Regions from separate parts of the Mus musculus genome. Here all the other regions are linked to region 3. Evidence: chromatin contacts called from public promoter capture Hi-C data. All regions are on one chromosome and are shown on one strand. The core of a region is the stretch at or near the end of the contact, and the rest is flanking DNA. Distances in the headings are between cores, read along the strand shown. Region 1 holds the start of Nol10 (nucleolar protein 10). Region 2 holds the start of Kidins220 (kinase D-interacting substrate 220). Region 3 holds the start of Iah1 (isoamyl acetate-hydrolyzing esterase 1 homolog). Region 4 holds the start of Greb1 (gene regulated by estrogen in breast cancer protein). Region 5 holds the start of Pdia6 (protein disulfide isomerase associated 6). Region 6 holds the start of Atp6v1c2 (ATPase, H+ transporting, lysosomal V1 subunit C2). Region 7 holds the start of Pqlc3 (PQ loop repeat containing).

What was found. Promoter capture Hi-C pulls out the DNA fragments that hold promoters and counts their contacts.
Region 1: a contact with region 3 is called in a promoter capture Hi-C map of second pharyngeal arch cranial neural crest. The contact joins the promoter of Nol10 here to the promoter of Iah1 in region 3. A contact is called at or near these places in 5 of 39 promoter capture datasets (cranial neural crest, frontonasal cranial neural crest, maxillary cranial neural crest and 2 more).
Region 2: a contact with region 3 is called in a promoter capture Hi-C map of pre-B cells. The contact joins the promoter of Kidins220 here to the promoter of Iah1 in region 3. A contact is called at or near these places in 2 of 39 promoter capture datasets (maxillary cranial neural crest and pre-B cells).
Region 4: a contact with region 3 is called in a promoter capture Hi-C map of pre-B cells. The contact joins the promoter of Greb1 here to the promoter of Iah1 in region 3. A contact is called at or near these places in 2 of 39 promoter capture datasets (cranial neural crest and pre-B cells).
Region 5: a promoter capture Hi-C map of pre-B cells shows a contact between it and region 3. The contact joins the promoter of Pdia6 here to the promoter of Iah1 in region 3. A contact is called at or near these places in 6 of 39 promoter capture datasets (cranial neural crest, embryonic stem cells, frontonasal cranial neural crest and 3 more).
Region 6: a promoter capture Hi-C map of the HPC-7 cell line shows a contact between it and region 3. The contact joins the promoter of Atp6v1c2 here to the promoter of Iah1 in region 3. A contact is called at or near these places in 6 of 39 promoter capture datasets (the HPC-7 cell line, cranial neural crest, frontonasal cranial neural crest and 3 more).
Region 7: a promoter capture Hi-C map of pre-B cells shows a contact between it and region 3. The contact joins the promoter of Pqlc3 here to the promoter of Iah1 in region 3. A contact is called at or near these places in 2 of 39 promoter capture datasets (cranial neural crest and pre-B cells).

Annotation. Positions count from the first base shown.
Region 1 is chr12:17,347,156-17,349,855 of GRCm38.p6, forward strand. It overlaps Nol10 (nucleolar protein 10), which reads left to right and starts at 1,338. Exons shown (of 21, transcript NM_001008421.1): 1 at 1,338-1,464. The coding sequence starts at 1,399. It overlaps Gm46336 (a long non-coding RNA gene), which reads right to left and starts at 1,247. Exons shown (of 2, transcript XR_001780553.2): 1 at 1,127-1,247.
Region 2 is chr12:24,973,489-24,976,188 of GRCm38.p6, forward strand. Kidins220 (kinase D-interacting substrate 220) reads left to right here and starts at 1,444. Exons shown (of 32, transcript NM_001081378.1): 1 at 1,444-1,574. It overlaps Gm36236 (a long non-coding RNA gene), which reads right to left and starts at 2,109. Exons shown (of 2, transcript XR_381341.3): 1 at 1,871-2,109; 2 at 1-1,625.
Region 3 is chr12:21,315,018-21,317,717 of GRCm38.p6, forward strand. Iah1 (isoamyl acetate-hydrolyzing esterase 1 homolog) reads left to right here and starts at 1,375. Exons shown (of 6, transcript NM_026347.3): 1 at 1,375-1,495; 2 at 2,359-2,411. The coding sequence starts at 1,415. It overlaps Cpsf3 (cleavage and polyadenylation specificity factor 3), which reads left to right. Exons shown (of 18, transcript NM_018813.3): 18 at 1-39.
Region 4 is chr12:16,799,539-16,802,238 of GRCm38.p6, forward strand. It overlaps Greb1 (gene regulated by estrogen in breast cancer protein), which reads right to left and starts at 1,348. Exons shown (of 35, transcript NM_015764.4): 1 at 1,109-1,348.
Region 5 is chr12:17,265,319-17,268,018 of GRCm38.p6, forward strand. It overlaps Pdia6 (protein disulfide isomerase associated 6), which reads left to right and starts at 1,271. Exons shown (of 13, transcript NM_027959.4): 1 at 1,271-1,333. The coding sequence starts at 1,315.
Region 6 is chr12:17,323,363-17,326,062 of GRCm38.p6, forward strand. It overlaps Atp6v1c2 (ATPase, H+ transporting, lysosomal V1 subunit C2), which reads right to left and starts at 1,368. Exons shown (of 14, transcript NM_133699.2): 1 at 1,268-1,368; 2 at 1-148. The coding sequence starts at 104.
Region 7 is chr12:16,998,707-17,001,406 of GRCm38.p6, forward strand. Pqlc3 (PQ loop repeat containing) reads right to left here and starts at 1,412. Exons shown (of 7, transcript NM_172574.2): 1 at 1,107-1,412. The coding sequence starts at 1,249.

The DNA of each region.
Region 1 (2,700 bases), core at 88-2,587, 4.0 Mb before region 3:
CAGAGATGCCAAGGTTTAGATCTTCAATATGGGAACCAGAGGCAGAAACGGGCTACTCTACAGATTTAGCCAAGGTGACTATGAAGACAGCATTGAGCTAATAAAAAGTGCATGGTGGAACAGTGAATTAAGGAAGCTGGTTTTAGAAGTAGGCAGTCATGGTGCTGGCAGGCAATTGTGGTGATAAATAGATCACAACTAAGGTCTGGAGGCCAGAGAATTTTCTAGTTTTGAAGACACAAAATAACTTTTGATTGAGTTGAGATATTACACGCTAAGTTTTGGGATTCTAACCTCTTTATACATTTATTTATTTATTTATTTTTGTTGAGACTGTAATCCAGGCCTTGGTAATTCTCCAGTCTCAGTCTTTTAGACACTAGAATTTTAGGTGGGGGTCACTGTGCCTCGCTTGGGAATTGGCAATTCCTCAGTCTAATTTGGAATACGAGCACAAGAAGGTACTGTTTCAATCACCTAAGTCAAAAATTCTTGAGCACATCTATGGGTGATCCCAGAGGAAAGATCAGTCGTCCCAGAAAGGAGTGAAGCAGCTGTTTGAACTTTAAGGGGCTGACAGGGACCTGCAACTCAGCACAAGGTGGTCTGAGTGGTGTCTACATGGCACCATCTTAAGACCTGGGAGTCCGGGGACTGTGCCAACACTACTTGATAGAGAAACAGCACAGAAAAGTTCTGTAGCAGATCGCTCTGCTCAGAAAGAAAAGGCTTCCACCAGAGTACAAGCCTTTGCAAAGCCAGCAGGAACTAGTGAGCCATGGCCCAGGGGCAAATGAAGATGAAAGCACCCGACCGTAGTTGCCGAGAGGGCTTGAGTGGACCCTGACTATGAGAGCGTAAGTGCCTATCAAAGAGTCGACTGGAGCCAGGGTTTGATAGTGGTTTCACATGACTTTGGAGAAAGCATTACTTAACCATTCTCTCTTTCCCAGACTCGTCTTTTCATAATGTGTTTGGAAGAGGATATAGAGAAAGACTGGCGAGGGTCCTCTGCTGTTAGAAAGTCATCCCAAGGCCTCTGATGTGGACAACAGAACTTCCTAAAAATGGTAAGTGGTTATAACTGTCACATTCTAGTCTCAAACGATATCAGGTTCAAACTCACTTCCCCATCTCATGCTTTCTCGTACGATTTTTCTTTTCATTTTCGCTTTTTCCAACCCCAGAGCACATCTCCCCGGACCCGCTCTTGCCGCCTCTAGTGCCTCCGCCCTGGGGCAGCCTAGTGAGCGCGCACTTCCGGAGCCAGGAAGTGCGTCATCAGCTCGCGCCAGTTCCCGCACGTTGTGCCGGTTCGCCTCGGGTTTGGATGCTAGGGTATTCGGGTGGGCCGGCGTTCTGTGACTGCGTGCCGGGCTCCGGCTGCTCCGCGCTGCGATGCAGGTCTCCAGCCTCAACGAAGTGAAGATTTACAGCCTCAGCTGCGGCAAGTCTCTTCCCGAGGTGAGTTCTCGCCCCCTCGCCATCGCCCTGGGAGCGTGTATCTCTAACTTACCATCGGCTGACCGTGGTGGCTGGTTTTATGTCAACTTGACACAAGCTAGAGTTAACTGGAAGGAGGGAATCTCAATTGAGAAAATGCCCCCATAAGATCTAGCTGTAGGACACTTTCTTAATGATTGATGGGGAAGAGCTCAGCCCTTGGTGGTGCCGTTCCTGGGCTATGGCTCTGGGTTCTATAAGAAAGCAGGCCCAGCAAGCCAGTAAACAGTACTGCTCCATGGCTTTTGCATAAACACCTGCCTCCAGGTTCTTGCCCTGTTTGAGTTTCTTCAGTGATGGACCGTGATGTAGAAGTGTGGCTGAAATAAACTCTTTTCTCCCCAAGATGCGTTTGGTCATGGTATTTTATCACACTATAAAAACCCTAAGACAAGACCGTTGTTTTGCCTGCATTGGGTTCACGTGTAAGAACGTGCTAACTGTTTAGAAACTACTCTCACGTGCTTTAATTAAAAACCTTATTGCCTGAAAACAGTCAGAGCAATACAGTCACAGACTGCAGAGAGGAGGACTGTGGCTCACCCTTAGTCTGTTTAAAGTCTCATCCTGTTCCAAATGCAGACTGCCTTGGTGTATACTTAGGGTCTAGGGAGGTGAGTTCACATGTTTAGAGATTATTTTGCCATAACTAGTAAGAATAGTACATTGACTTTTCCCTTTTAGAAAGGATTTTTTTTTCTATTGGGGGCATTTAACCTCAAATTTATTGACGTTTTAAGCTGGACAAGTCTTGTTGCTAGTGTTGTTTGCCAGCATCCCTGGTCCATACCTACAAGATCCAATTGTGATGACAGACTAAAATGTAAAGACTTGCCATAAGCCATCTGGGAAGCAAAATTGTCCCGGTAGAGACCCAGCCACTCAGTGTCACGATAACTGACTAGTGCTTTGGTTGCTGTTCATTCAACTGTTGCCTGTAGAAGAAAATCAGCTTCCAGTGAATGTGCTGGTAAAAACCACTTCTTATCCAGGGTCGTCTATTAGGCCAGTCATAGGTCTGTTTCTATTCTTTGTAAGAAATACATTTGGCTGGCAAAGAGACACGTTTATAATCCCAGTGCTTAGGGCGCTGAGACAGGACATTTGTGAGCTTGTGTTCAGCCTGGGCGACAGAGCTTACATTGTGTGACTCTATCTTAACACAGGAATATGCACACACATTGGGTGCACTCACTC
Region 2 (2,700 bases), core at 194-2,693, 3.7 Mb after region 3:
TCTTCAGTGAGATCTTTTCAGTGACCTCTCTCACCCCTTGATAACATTCTCCCTCCCCTTCCCTCCCTTCTCTCCTTCCTTCCTCTTCTTCATCTTCTTCTTCTTCCTCCTCCTCTTGAGACAGGGTTTCACTATGCAGCCAGCCTCTAACTCACAGAGATTCCCCCTGCCTCTGCTTCTGAGTGCTGAGGGCAAAGGTGTGTACCACGAAGCCCAGTGTGTCTATTAGCAGAAAATACTGGCCAGTTTGCCCTGGCAGGGTTTGAAGGGGAAGGCAGGCAGAACAGGGCAAGGTCTGTGAGGGCACGCCTTCCAAGAGCCTCACTCCCAGGTGCTGTGGGGAACGGGCTCCACGGATGGGGGGGGCAGTACTGAAGAGTTTAACTGAGAAGTGCTTAGTGTCCTGACAGATAAGAAGAGTTCTGGGTAGGGAGAGGAGTTGAGAGAGTCGGCAGCCCATGGGGGAGTAAAAGGTTTAAAATAGATCTGAGTGATTAACACAGGAACTGCTTAGACAGTATGGGGTGATATGTGAGATAACTTTCCACTTCCTGTGGGGGTCCCACTCACTTCCGGAGATGGATCAGGAGGGAGCCTATAATATCGGCCATATTGGGGATGAGACTGACCGTGGGCAGAACTCTGGAACTCTGAATTAATTAAGGTAGGTGGAACCTGGGAAGGAGTACCATGCCTGGAAGAAGACTAGGAAATGGGTGTCAGGAGGCCCTTTGAAGGGAATATTGCCAGGATGGGGTTGCTGATGGTGGTCAGGGATCAGTTAATAGCATTTGGTGATACTTCTGCAGAGGTGGGAAGAGCAAAGTCTGGAAGGGCCTTGGGGGGTTGGGGCGGGGGGTCCTCAGCTGGAAGGAGGCAGTATGGACGTCTGCGGAGGCAGTGCATTCTTCCGATGATGGAGAAGGCAGATTTCGGACTTCTGGACCCTGGAAGGAGGAACTAAGCGACTTTCATTTGCAAAGTGGGCAATGGCTTCCAAAGTTGTAATTGTTGTTTATTTCTCTGAATTATTGCTTATAATGCCAGGTACGGGTTATAAATTAACTTTCAAAAGCGCGAATGACAGGGAAAAATATTGCCTGGGGCACCTGTGAAAAATACACTAATTTAGCTGGGTCAGCTGGGAGGTGGAGGCAGGAGGATCGGGAGCGTAAAGGTCATTCTTGGCTACATAGCAAGTTTGAAGCCTGCTTGGGCGACTTTGACTCTGTATCAAAACCAACCCAACCCAACCCAACCTAACCCAACCCAAACCATCTGAAGCCAAACCAGGCAAAGAAGCAATGTTTCCATTCCTTTAAAATAGAGGGAAGGGCGTCCAAGCCACTTCAGCACCTGCAACTCCTCCCACACTGCCCCCTCCAGGAGGCGTGGCCACAAGGAGCACCGCCCACCACACGACCACGTGACCTGTCAGTTCCTGACTCCTAGGAAGATGGCCGCCGGGCGTGGTGCGGGCATAGCTGTGTGCTCTTGGCGTCTTGTCCTCTGACAAGGTCTGCGGCGCTGTTCTGCAGAGCTGAGGGCGCCGTCTTCGGCCAGGCCGTGACACGGTCAGTGCGGAGGCGGAGAGGTCGGGTGAGGCAGAGCGACAGTGTCCGAGGCTGGGGGAGGGGGGAGGGGAAAGGGAGACGAGTCTGTCGGTGGCACCGGAGAGGGGGAGGGGGCCGGGATCGGAGGCTGGGTGCGGGGCGTCCGGGCGTCGGGCGAGGTCGGTGCAGCCAAGCGCGGAAGGCAGGCGCTCCGGTGCGGCGTTCTCCCGTGGGCACTGACTCCAGGCCCAGGCCGCTTTCCTTGTTGTCACACCCATCACTTAGTGAGTCCCGCAGCCGGTGCCCCTGAGCCTTACCTTCTTGGTTGCTTTGCTTTCCAGGGAGGAGAAGTTGTTTTCTTCTGTGCTAAATTGCCGAACCCACTGCCCCCATTGTCCTGTGCAGGCTTTTAAACGCCTTGCAAGATGCCCGCAAGCCCCCGAATAGAACGCGTCCATGTTTGCTTTGTGGGGATTTGTATACATTTTTTTTCCCTAGGTTGTCTTCACGTTTAAACCATTTTAGACCATTTTCTCATTAATAACTGTTTGTGGAGCTCTCTGCCCCCTAGAGGTGCTTGCTAAAAATGCACCGGTTTTGCTTTTCAGAGCTTCCCATTTCTTGGTGTGGGGTGTGGCTGAGGAAAAACCTCTTGGAGGTGATTCTGATGGGTTAGTCCCCCGCTCTCTTTTTGACGCTACGAAAAAACAAAGCGTCTACAGTAAAAGGAAAAGACACATAATCTATTTTTAAGGGCAGTTGGGTGTCTGGTTCAGAGCCAAGACTGGAAATGCTGTGGCAAGGTGCGTTCTTTGTTCTCAAGCTTTACAACGACAGTCAGTCAACTTGATCAGACCGACTTGGGGGTCCTTGTTAAAAATTTGTTTCTGAGCTTCACCACAGGCCTGCAAAAATGGGACTATTTGGGTCAGGAGACAAATAATTGCACACCAGTTTGAGAATCCTTTTAAACACTCTGAGAATGGTTTCCAGATTTATCTTTGGCATCTCGTTTCCATAAATTCTTTTCTCTTTTTCATTTTTTTCTACCTTCCCTCCTTCCCTCCCTCCCTCCCTCCCTCCCTCCCTCCTTTTTCTCCTCCTCCTTCATCCCCCTCTTCTCCTTTTTTTCCTCTCCCTCCCTGGT
Region 3 (2,700 bases), core at 125-2,624:
CTGGTCTGTACTGGCAAATCTGAGTTTTGAGTTGAATGCAAATGTTGTGCCACAGCTTTGAAACCCCTGTTCTCCACACCCTTACCCAATTCCTTGGCTTATGATTCTAAAACCACCACTTTTAGGACTCATCTGTTATGGGATCTACATGTTCAATTCAGAGATGGGGTTTTATGCCTCAGATGTAGTGTGAGTTAGTTCATTAGTCTGGTTTTCTAAAGGACATAAAATTCAGACCAAGGAGAAAGTGGGTGGAGCTCAGTGATGTTTCTCTGATGTTAAAATTAGTCAGTTCAAGCCAGATTCAAGTACATAAAAAACGCAGGTTTGTTGGGCCATCAAGTTCACTGGTCCCAGGGCTGTCAAGATGGCTCAGCGGGTAAGACCACTGACTGCTCTTCTGAAGGTCTGAGTTCAAATCCCAGCAACCACATGGTGGCTCACAACCACCCGTTATGAGATCTGCTGTCTGAAGATGGCTACAGTGTACTTACATATAGTAATAAATAAGTCTTGGGGCTGGACCAGAGCAAGCAGAGGTCCTAAATTCAATTCCCAACAATCACAACCATCTGAACAGCGTACTCATATACATAAACAAATCTTAAAAAAAAAAGTTCATTGACTACTACAGAAGAGTCCAGCCCCTGTGCTGGACAGTCCAGGGTTGGGGGCAGGGTACCAGGTAGGGGCTGAGCAGCGATGCTGAAAGAACCTGGAGGCCAGGTTTGCTATCTATGTAAAATAGCAACACTTCAGTTCCTTGCTGGGATTGTCACCCTTCTCAAGGGAGTGCTTCTCCTTCAGAGCACACTATCAAGGCAAAGAACTTCGCCCATGTAGCCTGTCTTGTCTACCTACCCTCTTGGGTGTGTAAACGCTCCGGTGCTTTGCTAACAGTGTAAATCTGACTTCCTTAAAATGAAATTTCTATAAAACAGCCAAATTCCCATGTTTTTGGCCTATACCAAAAGCCTAGGGCCCCCATAACATACAAAAATTTATTACATAAAACTAGAAATTTCCTTTTAATAGCTGGGGCATGTGATACCGTGAAGTCAGGCGGTCTACAGTGAGGGTCCCTAGACACCTCTATCTTTTACTGTGCCCATCAAGTCCAGTACTGGAAGAGGAAATCCTCCACTTGGGCATGGCCAAAAATGGACGAGTGCTCCTGCTAAAAACGAGATTTCCAAGCACCACAGCTATCCCCAGTCTCGGAGAGGCGGGGTTGGGGTGAACCGGTGGCAGGACTCACCCGGCCGGGGACACTCGCTTCAGGAGACCTGAGTGCAAAGAGGTTTGATCTGGGGCTCACCCCGCCCACGGCTAGCCCCGCCCGCAGCTAGCTCCGCCCACGGCGCGAGGCTCCTCCACATCCGGCGCAGCCCTGCGGGGTTTTGGGCTTTCTACCATGTCGCTGTGCGAGCGAGCTGCTAGCGGGAGCGCTCTGCTCTGGCCTCGCGTGTTGCTCTTCGGGGACTCCATCACGCAGGTACCCGCCGCACCCTCGGCTGCATCCGCGTGCGTGTCGGAGCAGTCCAGGCGCGGTTCTCCCCCACCCCACCGTGCTCCGCGAGCCGGTACGGATCCCGAGCTGCCCGACTCCCCCGGACTCTGGATGGCCCGGTGCGCGTCGGGGTGCACGGGAGCTTAAAGGGTCCGCCTTCGCTTGGTTGCAACCTCCTGCGGGTTCTTCACCGAAGCTACTTTGAACTTTGAACCGACTAGTTCACTCCTCTCTTCCTCAAGCGGCTTAGGTCCAGTACCAAGTGGTTTTTGAAAACAATGCTTTCAACAGCATGAAAAAGTAACCCTATCTGAAAACATATAGTTCCCGATTGAGGAAATTCTTCAAGATGCCTTCCTTCAGGGAGATTAAAAAACAAAACAAAACAAAAAAAGACGCTTCTCCACAATTTACTCGTACGCGGGCTTGGCTTTCCCTAGTAATTGGCAACATTGTTTTTAGATATTGGGCATTAAGTTTTTGTGAGTGGGCGAGATGGCGCAATACTGCTGGAGGATTGCCATGACTGTCAGGGAAATCAATAGAGCATAGGCTTCCTTAGTTTTCAGCTGTGGAGAAATGGGATAACATTATGTCAGCTGACTCAACATAGTTGAGCTTTCTGCTGTTCAGATAACGAATGTCTCTAATGTTAGGTCACAGTAAAACCCTCTCATGTCCAGAGAGTTTCCAAGTGAAGCCACAGTAATTCTCAAAATACCTTCCCAAGCAAGGAAGGCAAGAAAGAAGCCTGGGAGTGTCTAAACGGAGTCTGCATCTAACAGGCCTGGCCCACCACCATGCCATAGTGTATAGCTGTGTGGGTAGTAACAGACTTCTTTCTTCAGTTTTCTTTCCAGCAGGGTGGATGGGGCTCGTTGCTGGCTGACAGACTAGTCAGGTAAGAACAGTTCCTAGATTGTACTTGGCTACTTTCTGGTGGGAAGCATAGTCAGAGTGAATGGTGGAGGCTTTTATCTGCTAGCTTTCCCCTCCTGGATACATGTTAAAGGAAAGGAATTCAGGTTCAACAAAATCGAGTTTCTACCACATGGGAACCAGCAGCACTTGTATTGGCTGCTCTGCCTTCCTGGAACCTTTCAAACCAGCCTGTTAGTGGGTTCCTAACGTTCTGTACCCGTTTGGTTAACGTCTATCGGAAAGTCCATTTTAGATGTACCTTGAGTCAC
Region 4 (2,700 bases), core at 98-2,597, 4.5 Mb before region 3:
GAATGCCAATTTCAAACCAAAATGACTTCTAACTCCGTGAAGAATACTCTTATCAGAATGAGGAAGAACGGATATCCCGAAGCAAATGTTGCGGGATAACCAAAAGTCACAGATCCTACTGTAAACTTTAAATGAGCCAAAGTTCAGCGTGGGAGGTTGGGGGGGGGCGTAAAGAAACTAAGAAAACCGAGATGGACTCTAAATTAAAACTCCCAGCAACATCAGCCCACCAAGCAATGCAAACTCAGACCTGCACACGTCTTTTTGAGACTAAGTTCAGAATCATCTTGTGTGACGCCCATTGTTAAAGGCAAAAGATTGTCCTTGATGGGACTAAATGGGTGTTTATTTGGTTAAATTTACACATTCATGGTTTTAAAGGGCTAATAAAACAGCATTTCAAGCCCTGGGGCAACACTTGACTCTATAATAAAAGTTGATTCAAGAAAAACTTCAGTCTATAAAATAGGTAATTTCTTTTGGTTGCTCCTCAGGACCAAGGATTAAATGAGGTTTGACAGCAAATGGCCCAGTGTCTCTCTGCATGGAGTGTCTCCTGGCCTTCCTCCACAACCCTAACCCTGATCACTGGTGGGCTGGCGGACGCGTGTGTGTGTGTGTGTGTGTGTGTGTGTGTGTGTGTGCGCGCGCACACACACACACACACACACACACACACACACTTTCTTGGACTTCAGCCAGTAGCCTTTGTTTGTGGCTCCCAACGGAGATCCAATAACCAAACTCAACCAATGATCACCACAGCCACCAGCCTTTCACAGGCTGGCCACTCTGGGAAGAAGTCCCATTTCTCCCTTGTCCCACGTGCTGCAGAAGACGCGGCTGCCACCACCCCCGGGGGGCAGCGGGCGGCAAACAGCCTCCCCAAAACGGAGCCGCGGTGTACACAACCTGGAGCAGTGCTGTCTTTTTCCTAAAGTTCTTACCTACGCAGCCGAAGCCTTCACCATGTGCCAGGAGCGCTCTGGCTCGTTCTGGCTGTGGCTCTAGATGGCTCTCTCACTCACTCACACACACGCGCACACACTGACATGGACACCTCCCACACCCCTTGGCGCAAGACCCCCAGCCCTGCGGCCACCCTCACCTCGCGCCCTTTGTCCTCATCCGGCGTCCTCGGAGCCCGCGCTACCGGAGCCGGCGCTGCGCAAAGCCCGGAGCCGCGGAGCCTGAGAGTCCGCCCGTCCGGGTCTTGCGGGCCACCGTGATTGGGGGGCGGGGGGGGGGGGCGGCAAGGGGAGACCTGAGCTGGGACTGCTGCTCCGGCTCCGGCTCCGTCCAGGTGTAGGCACAGGAGATTGGCTTGCCCCGTCCCGTCCCCGCTGCAGGCACCCACCGCCTCGCTGGGTTCTCACGGGGTTCCCGGTTTGGGAGGGGTCCGCGCGGAAGTCGGAAGCCTCCGGGGACAGAGGTCATTTGTTGCTTGGCCACAAATGCCCGAAGAGGAGGTGGGGTTGGGAGGACGAACCAGTGAGCAAGACCCCCCCCCCCTCCCAGATGTCTCCACCCGGCGCAGGGCGTGTCTGTGGACCGCAGGACAATACCCCTGCAGTTCAAGCCGACAGAGGTAGGGGACTTAGGCCCCCAACAGTGGAGATTGATGAACGCCCTACAATAAGGAAGTTGCCTAACATCAGCAGAGGAAGAGCCTGGAACCCCTAATACTAGCGGGTGGAGCCAGAACTTTCCCTGATGCGAGAGTGGGTCAGAAGGATGAGCACTGGAGGGAAGGAGCAAACCTGCACTTGCCGGTGCAAACCTTTCTGGCCCCTGTAACACAGAGGTGGCTGCGAGCAGCCAGCAGAGAAAGTGGGGGAAATTGAGGGAGCCAGACCACAGAAGGAACCCATGGTCATCAAAGCTTCCTCCTCCTCCTCCTCCTCCTCCTCCTCCTTCTTCCTCCTCCTCCTCCTCCTCCTCCTCCTCCTGCTCCTCCCTCTTCTGGAAATCCCTGTGTGTTTAGAACTTGCCAGAGACATCCCGAGCACCTTGTACCCTCCTGCCATTCAAGAACCCCAGCCATGCTAGCGAGATGCTAAGTGGGTACAGGAGCTTGCAGCCAAAAACTGAACCCCTGTGTTGGATCCTAGTTACTCACTTGAGGAAAGGTAAGAAGCAACTGCTGCAAGCTGTCCTCTGTTCCCCAAACTGCAACACACATCGAATAATAATAACAACAACAACAACAGCAGAGCGCTTGAGCCAGCCTCACAGCCAAAGGTCCTAGAAAAACAGGGAGCCTGTCTGACTAGGAGCAGGAGACAATAGGAGAATAAGCATCAATCTCCCACAAAATGGGCAGGTTGAGGAATGCTCTCCTATCCCCACTTTCCTAATGGCAGGGGCATCAACTTCCTATTCTAATTAGGAACTATTCCAAGCACAGTCGAGACTAGGAACAGTTAACATGATGAGCCCCGTGCCTAAGACCTAGCCAAGCCTAACTGACTGCAGATGTTTGTGTAATGAAATTATTCAAGAAGTAGTCCTGTCGATAGACTGATTGCCTAGGATGGGGTGAGTTCCCCAGCCATACATAAATATAAGTCAAGCTTGGTGGCCCATGCCTGTAAAGTCAGCTCTCCAGGAAATGAGACCTGGAGGATCAGAAGTCACTGTTGGCTACATCAAATTTGAGGCTAGCCTGTGCTAAGTAAAACAACAGCTCAAGAAAACAAA
Region 5 (2,700 bases), core at 21-2,520, 4.0 Mb before region 3:
TTGAACCCCTAATTCTCTTGCTTCCTTTTCTTTAGCGCTGGCACTACAGGTGTGTTACTGTCTTAGTTGGGGTTACTGTAGCTGTGATGAAACACCATGACCAAAGCAACTTGGGGAGGAAAGGGTTTGGTTTATCCTTCCATGTTGATTATTCAAGAAAGTCAGGGCAGGAAGGCAAACAGGATGGGAACCCGGAGGCAGGAGCTGAAGTAGAGGCCACGGAGAGATGTGGCTTACTGACGCGCTGCTCAGGACTTACCCTCAACCTGCTTTCTTATAGAACCTAGGACCGCAAGTCCGGGGACCGCACCACTCACAATGGGCTGGGCCCTTTCAATCACTAATTGAGAAAATGTCCTACTGTTGGATCTTATAGAAGCTTTTTTTTTTGTTGTTTTTGAGGTTTCCTCTAGCTTGAGTCAAGTTGCCATAAAACTAGCCACCATAGTCACCATGCTGTGTTTCTGTGGTGCTAGGGATCCTAGCCAGGGCTTCACGCATGTTACTCAAGCACACCAACAGAAAGGCATCCCCTGCCATTATTTTTCTATTGTGTCTCACTCTGTTAGCCTTAAACACCTTTGTAAATATTGCAAAGCAATACATTTTAGCCCTCACCCCCAGAGCCAAGAACGATAAACCCCGCAGTTTATACTCTGAGGGTCTAGGGGCACATGAGTGAACAAGGCTTTGCAATCAATTTAACAAAATAAAGTTTGGAATGATACTATATACAGAATAAGTTTGGCAAATGGTTTTCACTGAATGCTGAGTCCGCGAACAAAAGAATAAATAAGGTCCCAAACACACTGAAGTCTTAGGACTATTCTCCCGACATAAAGGGACAGTTCAAGGAATGAGAGCTGGAAGGGGCCACGAGAGAGGCAAAGAGGAAAAAGAATGAAAGCCAGGAAGAAATGAGGACCCCTTAGTCCTGGGTTTTTTGTTTTGTTTCAGTTAACTCAGAAAAAAATTAGGGGAACAAGGGGTACCCCGCAGGAACAGGGCCGGAGGTCCCCTGACCCCGCCCCTTCATTCCCCGCCCATCCTCGCCCTGCCCCGCCCCGCTCCGCTACTCCGCTCGCCCCCACCCCCGAGGAAAAAAAAACAAACCGGTAACCTCTACCCGGCCGCTTTCAATTGGCCACGCACATGAGCGAAGTCCACAGAGACCAATGAAAGGCGGCCACGGCGTGGCGAGCCCTTCCGGCCCGCCTCCGCGCGCCGGCGCACCGCCCGCTAGAAGCCGAGGGCGGGACGTGGGCGCGGCAGAGCCGAGGCAGCGGCGGCACGGACAGAATGCGGGTGATCGGCATGGCTCGCCTGGTGCTCGGTAAGCGCGGGCCTGTGGTGGGAAGCCGGTCGGAGGCAGCCTGAAGGGCCGGGGCCGCGAAGCAGGGCCGAGTGGAGGGACGAGTTGCCGGGCCTGCCTGGGGACTTCGCGGCGAGCTGGGTGGGAGAGGCCAGGTCGGGCCCACTACGGGAGGCCCCGGGGAGTCGGAGACTTGCAGCCTCTGCTCCCCACGAGTGCGGTCCGCCTCCGGTCCAGCTCAGCCTTCACTTTTATAGGCAGATAGCAGAGGCCTGTCCCGAAGGTGTCTTAGAAGTGGGCAGTGCCCACTGACCAAGGCCTCACAACTCCTGAGCACTTAAAATGCCTTTGGTCGTCCACCCAGGTGTCCGGGAATGATGTTTAGCGACTCGTGGGCGAATCTGAGGGGCCCTCATCTCCCGGCTGTCCTTGTAAATGGGCCTATAGTTTTTGACATTAGTTAACTCAGCTGATCCTGGCTAGAAAGTAGGAGAGGGAGGTGGATCCCTACACCACTTCTCCCTCCATTTACTAGTTGAGACCCGGAGCATATTTTCTCACTGCTCTGCCAGCTTTTTTCAACCGTGTTCGCCCCATGAGCTATAGTACATATTTAAAGAGAGTAAGCAAGAAAAATACTACTTTCTGGGTTACTGTAGAGAGCAGATGAGAGGGAAAGATTTAATCTTTGGTTTTCCAGTGAGTGCCTGTGAAAAAGTGATTCTATCAATTAACTCATTATTTTAATAAGGTAGTCAGCCTTTTTTTTGGCTACCCTGCTGCCAGCGGCTGCCAGGCAGAAATGTTACTGGTGTGAATTTATAACACCCTTAACTGCTACAGAGATTGAATGGGAAGCCACAGATGGCAAAACCATCTGCACGCATAGATTGTGGACCCTGGGAGTTCTTTTTTTCCCGGTGGTGCTCATTATCACTGTGTAGAGTGGCCATGTGAATTTTAGAAGCAGGATTTGATGGGTCAGCATTGACCTATTCAGCCATAGTAAACCACCACCACCACCCCGGGTGGGGGTGGGGCTGTTGCTTGGAGAGCAAGTGCAAGGAACAGTGTATTTGATTCTTCCTAACCCTGTTAGATCATCTTAGAGCCATCAGTTGGTAGGCTGAGGCAGAACTGGGTGGTTCCACTTCTCTTGGCCATTAGGGCATCAGGGGAGCAACATGTTCTCTGCAGGCTCCCACAGGGATGGAGGCTCCATGCCTCAGGAAGGCATTCCTCTTCCATGGCTGATATAGTAAGACTTCTGTCTTTACACTTTGCCTAGTTCCTTGAGAGCTTCTCTTAACAGATGGCTACCCTATCAAAGGTCTAAGACCTAAGCACCTTAAAAGTTAGGGTGGCCATCAGTCAGAAGTCGATTATAA
Region 6 (2,700 bases), core at 118-2,617, 4.0 Mb before region 3:
GTGTTGTGGGACAGGTTAGACTTTGAAGTTACATTGTTCATCCTTTCCAGAGCCTGTAAATTTTCCTTATCGCCAGGGGCCGAAATAAGCCAAAACTCAGACATGTTTGCAAGTCTTCCGGTTATCTAGTTACCGACAGGCACCAAGACTAATGCACACAAACAGAAACAGGAGCAGAGATGTGTCTGGTGTCTACTTCACCTTTCCTTACCTCAGAATTAATCCTCTCTGGGCCCTGCCACTCTTTCCATTTGTCACGCCTGGCTTCCTTGACCTTCTAGTTCATTTTCAGCAGCTTTAAGGACATTTAAGGACATGCATTTGCCACCAAGCAATATGTCTGTGCCCCAGGGAAGCCCCCGCCATAGGGAAACCTCTCACCTACCCTCCCTAGGGGGCTTTGATTGGCCCACACTGGTTCCTTGCACTCCCCAGCTTCAGTGTACAGCAGCTCTAAGATGGGCAGACAGAAGGCTAAGCATAGACGGCTTTTGGAGGATCTTTTCTCATCTTGGCTTGTTGTACTTTATGGAATCCAGGAAGGGTGGATGAAGGTGGGAGACAAGGGATTTTCCACAGTATAACATCAGGTCAAACCCAGATCTCAGCTGGCCAATCTTAAGCCAGGAATTAGCTTTAGAAACAAACTTTAAAGAAGTGCCTCAAAGGGCTGCTGGAGTCTTCTGCTGAGGGAGATAGGTCTTGGTAGGACCAGGTAGCTTCCTGGGCCGACAGACCAGCAGTTACATTTCCATAGCCGGTGTAGGGGCCTAGATCTGTTCTGCTCATTCAAATATGTGCACACCTGCACCTTTCCCCTCCGTGCCTGTCACCTCCCTGGTGCATCCCATCCTGAGACATCTGCAGAAAACTGGAGAATCGCCGCGGGATAACGGGTACCCCCACTGAGTCCTTTTCTTCTCTCCTTCCATCTCACCATCTCATAGGGACCTGAGACCCTGCCTATCCCGGTCCCTGCTAACCTTGCACAAACCAAATGCTGTTCTTTCCGACCTGAGTGAATATCGCCTGGGGACAAACTGGCCAGTGAGCAGCTCCTGGGGAGATGCCACCTGCCAAGCCAGGGAGAGTGCGGTGTGGGCGCCGGTTTCCCATGTTCCCATTGAGAAAGTGCACACCCGGACCACGAGGACCCACGGAAGTACGGATTCGACCGAGGGAACGCGTGTCGCCCCTTGTTCGTTGCGGCCTCGACAGCTCCCTCCCCACCCCTGATCCTTGTCGCAGCTCGGCTTCGAGTCCTTACCAGGAGCGACGGAAGACTGAGCTGTAGAAGACACGCGGGGACACCGTGCGGGAGGCTCCGCGGGAGCGCACGGCCGGCTCCCGGGAGGCAGCGGCTTCTATGGTCCGGTGCGCGCCCCGCCCCGCCTTTTATCCCAGCGGGAGGGGCAATCCTGGGCCCCTCTGATATTTGCATACGGGCTGCCCGCCTCCCTTGATGTCCGTGTCGGTGTGGCGCTGCTGTGGACCCAAGCTCAAGCTCCGGAAAGACACTATGCAGGCAGGGTACAGAGGGGATACAAGTAGATGCAGGGGGGCCCTGATCCCTTCTGCGCGTGGGTTTAGCCCGGAGTTGGTGGTAGCTGGGAGCCTGACCCGATCTCCATCCGCAGAACAGAAATACCGGGCGCTAGTAGAGCCACCTCCGTGAGGCAGCAACAAGACAGGATTCTCAGAAGGAGGGTCCCCCAGCTGCAGCCTCCCATTCCCACTTCACCGCGGCCCGGCCCTGTCTCCAAGGATTCACCTGCTCCAGGGAGTATCCGAAGTCCATGCATGAGAGACCGGGTTGACCCACGGAAAGCAGCGCAACAGGTTCACAGATGTTTTCCAACACACAAACACACACACCTGCAGGGAGGAGAGGCTTCTCTACAGTCTGCGTGGGTGCCAGCTTGCCCCTGGTTGCCCAGGAAACACCCATCTCTCCCCACCCACACAGAGGGGATTTAAAGCTGCTGAAGTCGTGCTGAGGGACATAATTGAGGTGGACTGCGTGCCTAGCAGGTGCAAGGCCCTGGGTTCCAGCCCTAGGACAGAAAAAATAATATGGAAAAAAGTTGCATAGGCGTTCAGTGTGACTAATGAGCTCTTACTAGCCCAGCCCAACGTTCATTTTGGTTCCCAGCGAAATTAGACAGACAGATGGGTAGGTAAGTAGGTAGGTAGGTAGATAGGTAGGCAGGCAGATAGATAGATAGGTGATAGATAGGTAGGTGGATGGATGAATAGACAGGTAGGTAGGCAGATAGATAGATGATAGGTAGACAGACAGACAGACTGACTGATAGATAAATATAGGTTCTACTAAGACCAAGCTTAAGTACATATTTTACCTGTAATCAGAAAGTGAAGTCATGAGATAAAAAAAAGTGCTTGCTACCAAACCTGACAATCTGAATTTGATCTCAGGACCCCACATAGTGGAAAGAGAGAACTGACTCCCAAAAATTATCCTTTGATTTCTACAGAGGTGCCTGGGGGGGGGGGCTGCACATCACACACACACACACACACACACACACACACACACACACACACACACACACACACACGCACGCACCAGACAGATTGATAGATCTCTTTAATTCCAGCACTTGGAAGGCAGAGGCAGGTGGATCTCTGAGTTCAAGATCAGGTCTACAGAGTGAGTTCCAGGACAGCCAGAACTACACT
Region 7 (2,700 bases), core at 162-2,661, 4.3 Mb before region 3:
GAACCATTGTAGTCTGGCGGAAGTAGGGATAAATAACTAGTAGATTTCAATGGTGGATCATATTCGTGCCTTCTGGCCACAGAACTGGTCTTAACCCTGCTAAGCCCACCTACTGCCTCAAAGGGAGAAAGGGAGGCCTTTGGGAGTTCCAGAAAGAGCCTGCTATTTACAGCACGACCTACTGCAAGACCCTTCCAGATCCCGGGGAACATTCCATGGCCAGAGCTGTTTTCTACTGGAGTCAGCTGTTGGATTTGAGACCATCTCTGGTTGAGTTTACGAATTTAAAGCCAGGCAGCAAAGAGTTAGCTACAAGCAGAATAGGAGACGTTGGGCTGGCACTCTGTAGGCATCCCTGAGCTTTCTATTCAGTCCTGCATCCTGAAGCCTCAGCTTCAGATGCCTATGAAGAATTTAGCAAACCAGAGGTCAAATAGCTCTCCTGACTTCACACCCGCATCCTCTGCCACAGCCAGACTGTCACTTTTGCATCCTCCAGTCTGTCTGTTGCCTTACCTCTCACCCTGACAGCCTTCTCCCTTCTCTGAAATTCACATACTCTTGTACTGTGCAGCCTTACGGGCCAGAGACCCTTCAGAGCCCCGCCTACCATCAAGCGTCCCTGGAAAGGTACACCTTGAAGCACCGCACCCCTTCCCCAACTCTATAGATGGGCGCGCCCCACTGAATGGACACAGGACCAATGGGTGACCGTGGGGTGAGGCTAGTGTCAAACCGAGAGGGCTCAGCCTGGTGCAAGATCACAGGACTTAGGGGTGTGTTTTCCGTTTGCTTTTTCCAACCAAAGTTTTACAACTTTGCCCCTTACTCTACTACATAGCCAAGGCTATTGAGAACTTGGCTCCTGCAGCAGTCACAGGCCATCCCTACCCGTTGGACCCCAGCTCAATTTTCAAACGTCTACTCAAGTTCCCCATCTTCGCTGAATTTGTAAAATGGGCATGCTCAGGCAAATCGTGGAATTTGGGAAGAAGCAGGGGAGGTGGGTGGGAGCGCCCCGGGTAAGCACCTCCTAGCCCCGAGCCCCCGAGTTAACCCTTGGTTTCCCGGACTCCCAATTCCTCGCAGGCCTCCCGGGACCTTACCCCGCCAGCTCCAAAAGTAAACTAGGGAGGCTGATGCCCCGCGCGCTGCGCGCCGCCAGCTGCGCGTAAATCTGCGGCAGCTTGAGTGCGGCGCAGACGCCCAGCGTGCTCCAGTTGCAGAACCATAGCAGTCCGGCCTCCATTCTGCAATCTCGGACGTGCCGGGCCAGGGGGGTTCAGGATCTTATAGGTGAGAACCGGAGGCTCAAAGTCCAAAAAGTCCTTCCGCCTTGCCGCCGGCCGGGTCCCGCCCTGATCACGCCCCGAGCTGCTGTGCAGCAAGTGCGCTCCGCCCCGAGTCTGCTCCACTCAAGATGCTCCCTACCCCTTTAGTCTGTTCCGCGCCCGTGCGCCCCGCCCAGAGTCTGCTCCGCTCGGAGCGCACCCCGCCCCAGTCTGCTCCGCTCCTAGCGCACCCAGCTCGGAGTTGGCTTGGCTCGGGATGCTCCCTGCCCTGTGTCTGCTGTGCTCCCGGTCCTTCCAGACTCCAGGGCGGTGGTTCTGTCCTGCCCTGTGTGCGCACTGCCTGGAGTCTGCTCTGCTCCCGGTCCTTCCAGACCCCAGGGCGGTGGTTCTGCCCTGCCCTGTCAGGCACTGCCAACTGCTGATTCACTTTCCGGGTTCCACCCAAGGGTGCTCCTCCTCGCAGAGTGGAAACGCCCGAACAGACTAGCCTTCTCCGGGGTTAGGTGGGCCCAGGGCCTACACACACACACACACACACACACACACACACACACACACACACACACACACACACACACACACACACACACACACCAGGACACACACACACACACCAGGACATTCACCCATAGGCTCATTTTCCTGTTTTCTCATGCAAATTGGCCTTGAACTAACTAACTAACTAACTAACTAACTAACTAACTAACTCTCTCTCTCTCCCTCTCTCTTTCTCTCTCCCTCTGTGTGTGTGTGTGTGTGTGTGTGTGTGTGTGTGTGTGTGTGTGTGTGTGTGGCCTAAGCCAGCCTTCAACCTCGGATCCACCTGCTTCCGCTTTCCAAGTGCTAAGATTTCTAGTGTGTGCCACTGCACCAGGCCGTTGACCTTGTGGTTTGAGACAGGATCACGCGACCCATGTTGGCTTTTTCCTACCTTCTTTTGGCAAATGCTGGGATTACAAGCTTGTTCCATCGTACCCTCTGAGAGCCCACTCTTTCCAACCTTCCCTCCTCTTTTTATTTTTATTAGGTTTTGTTGTTGTTGGCATGTGTGCGAGTCTGTGATTGAGTGCTTGTGTAAACAAATGGACAACCTCAAGTGTCATTCCTCCAGGACTGTGTACCGCCCCCCCCCCACTTTCCCTTTTTAAGGTGGATTCTGGGGATCTAATTCAGGTCCTCAAAGGAGTTGGTAGATGACTATTGATAGGGGATGTTGCTGCTGTTTCCCCTCGGTTGGGTCCATGCTCTCTCTCATATGAGGGCAACTGATCGCTGGCTGGAGAGCTCAGGGCCCATAGCACACCCTTGGAAGGTGAGTGTAGTGGGAGTGTCATGAGGTCCCTCTCCTGTAGTGCTTATAAACTGTAAACAGTAGCTTTGGGGGAGGGGGAGGGAGGCTGACAACCTG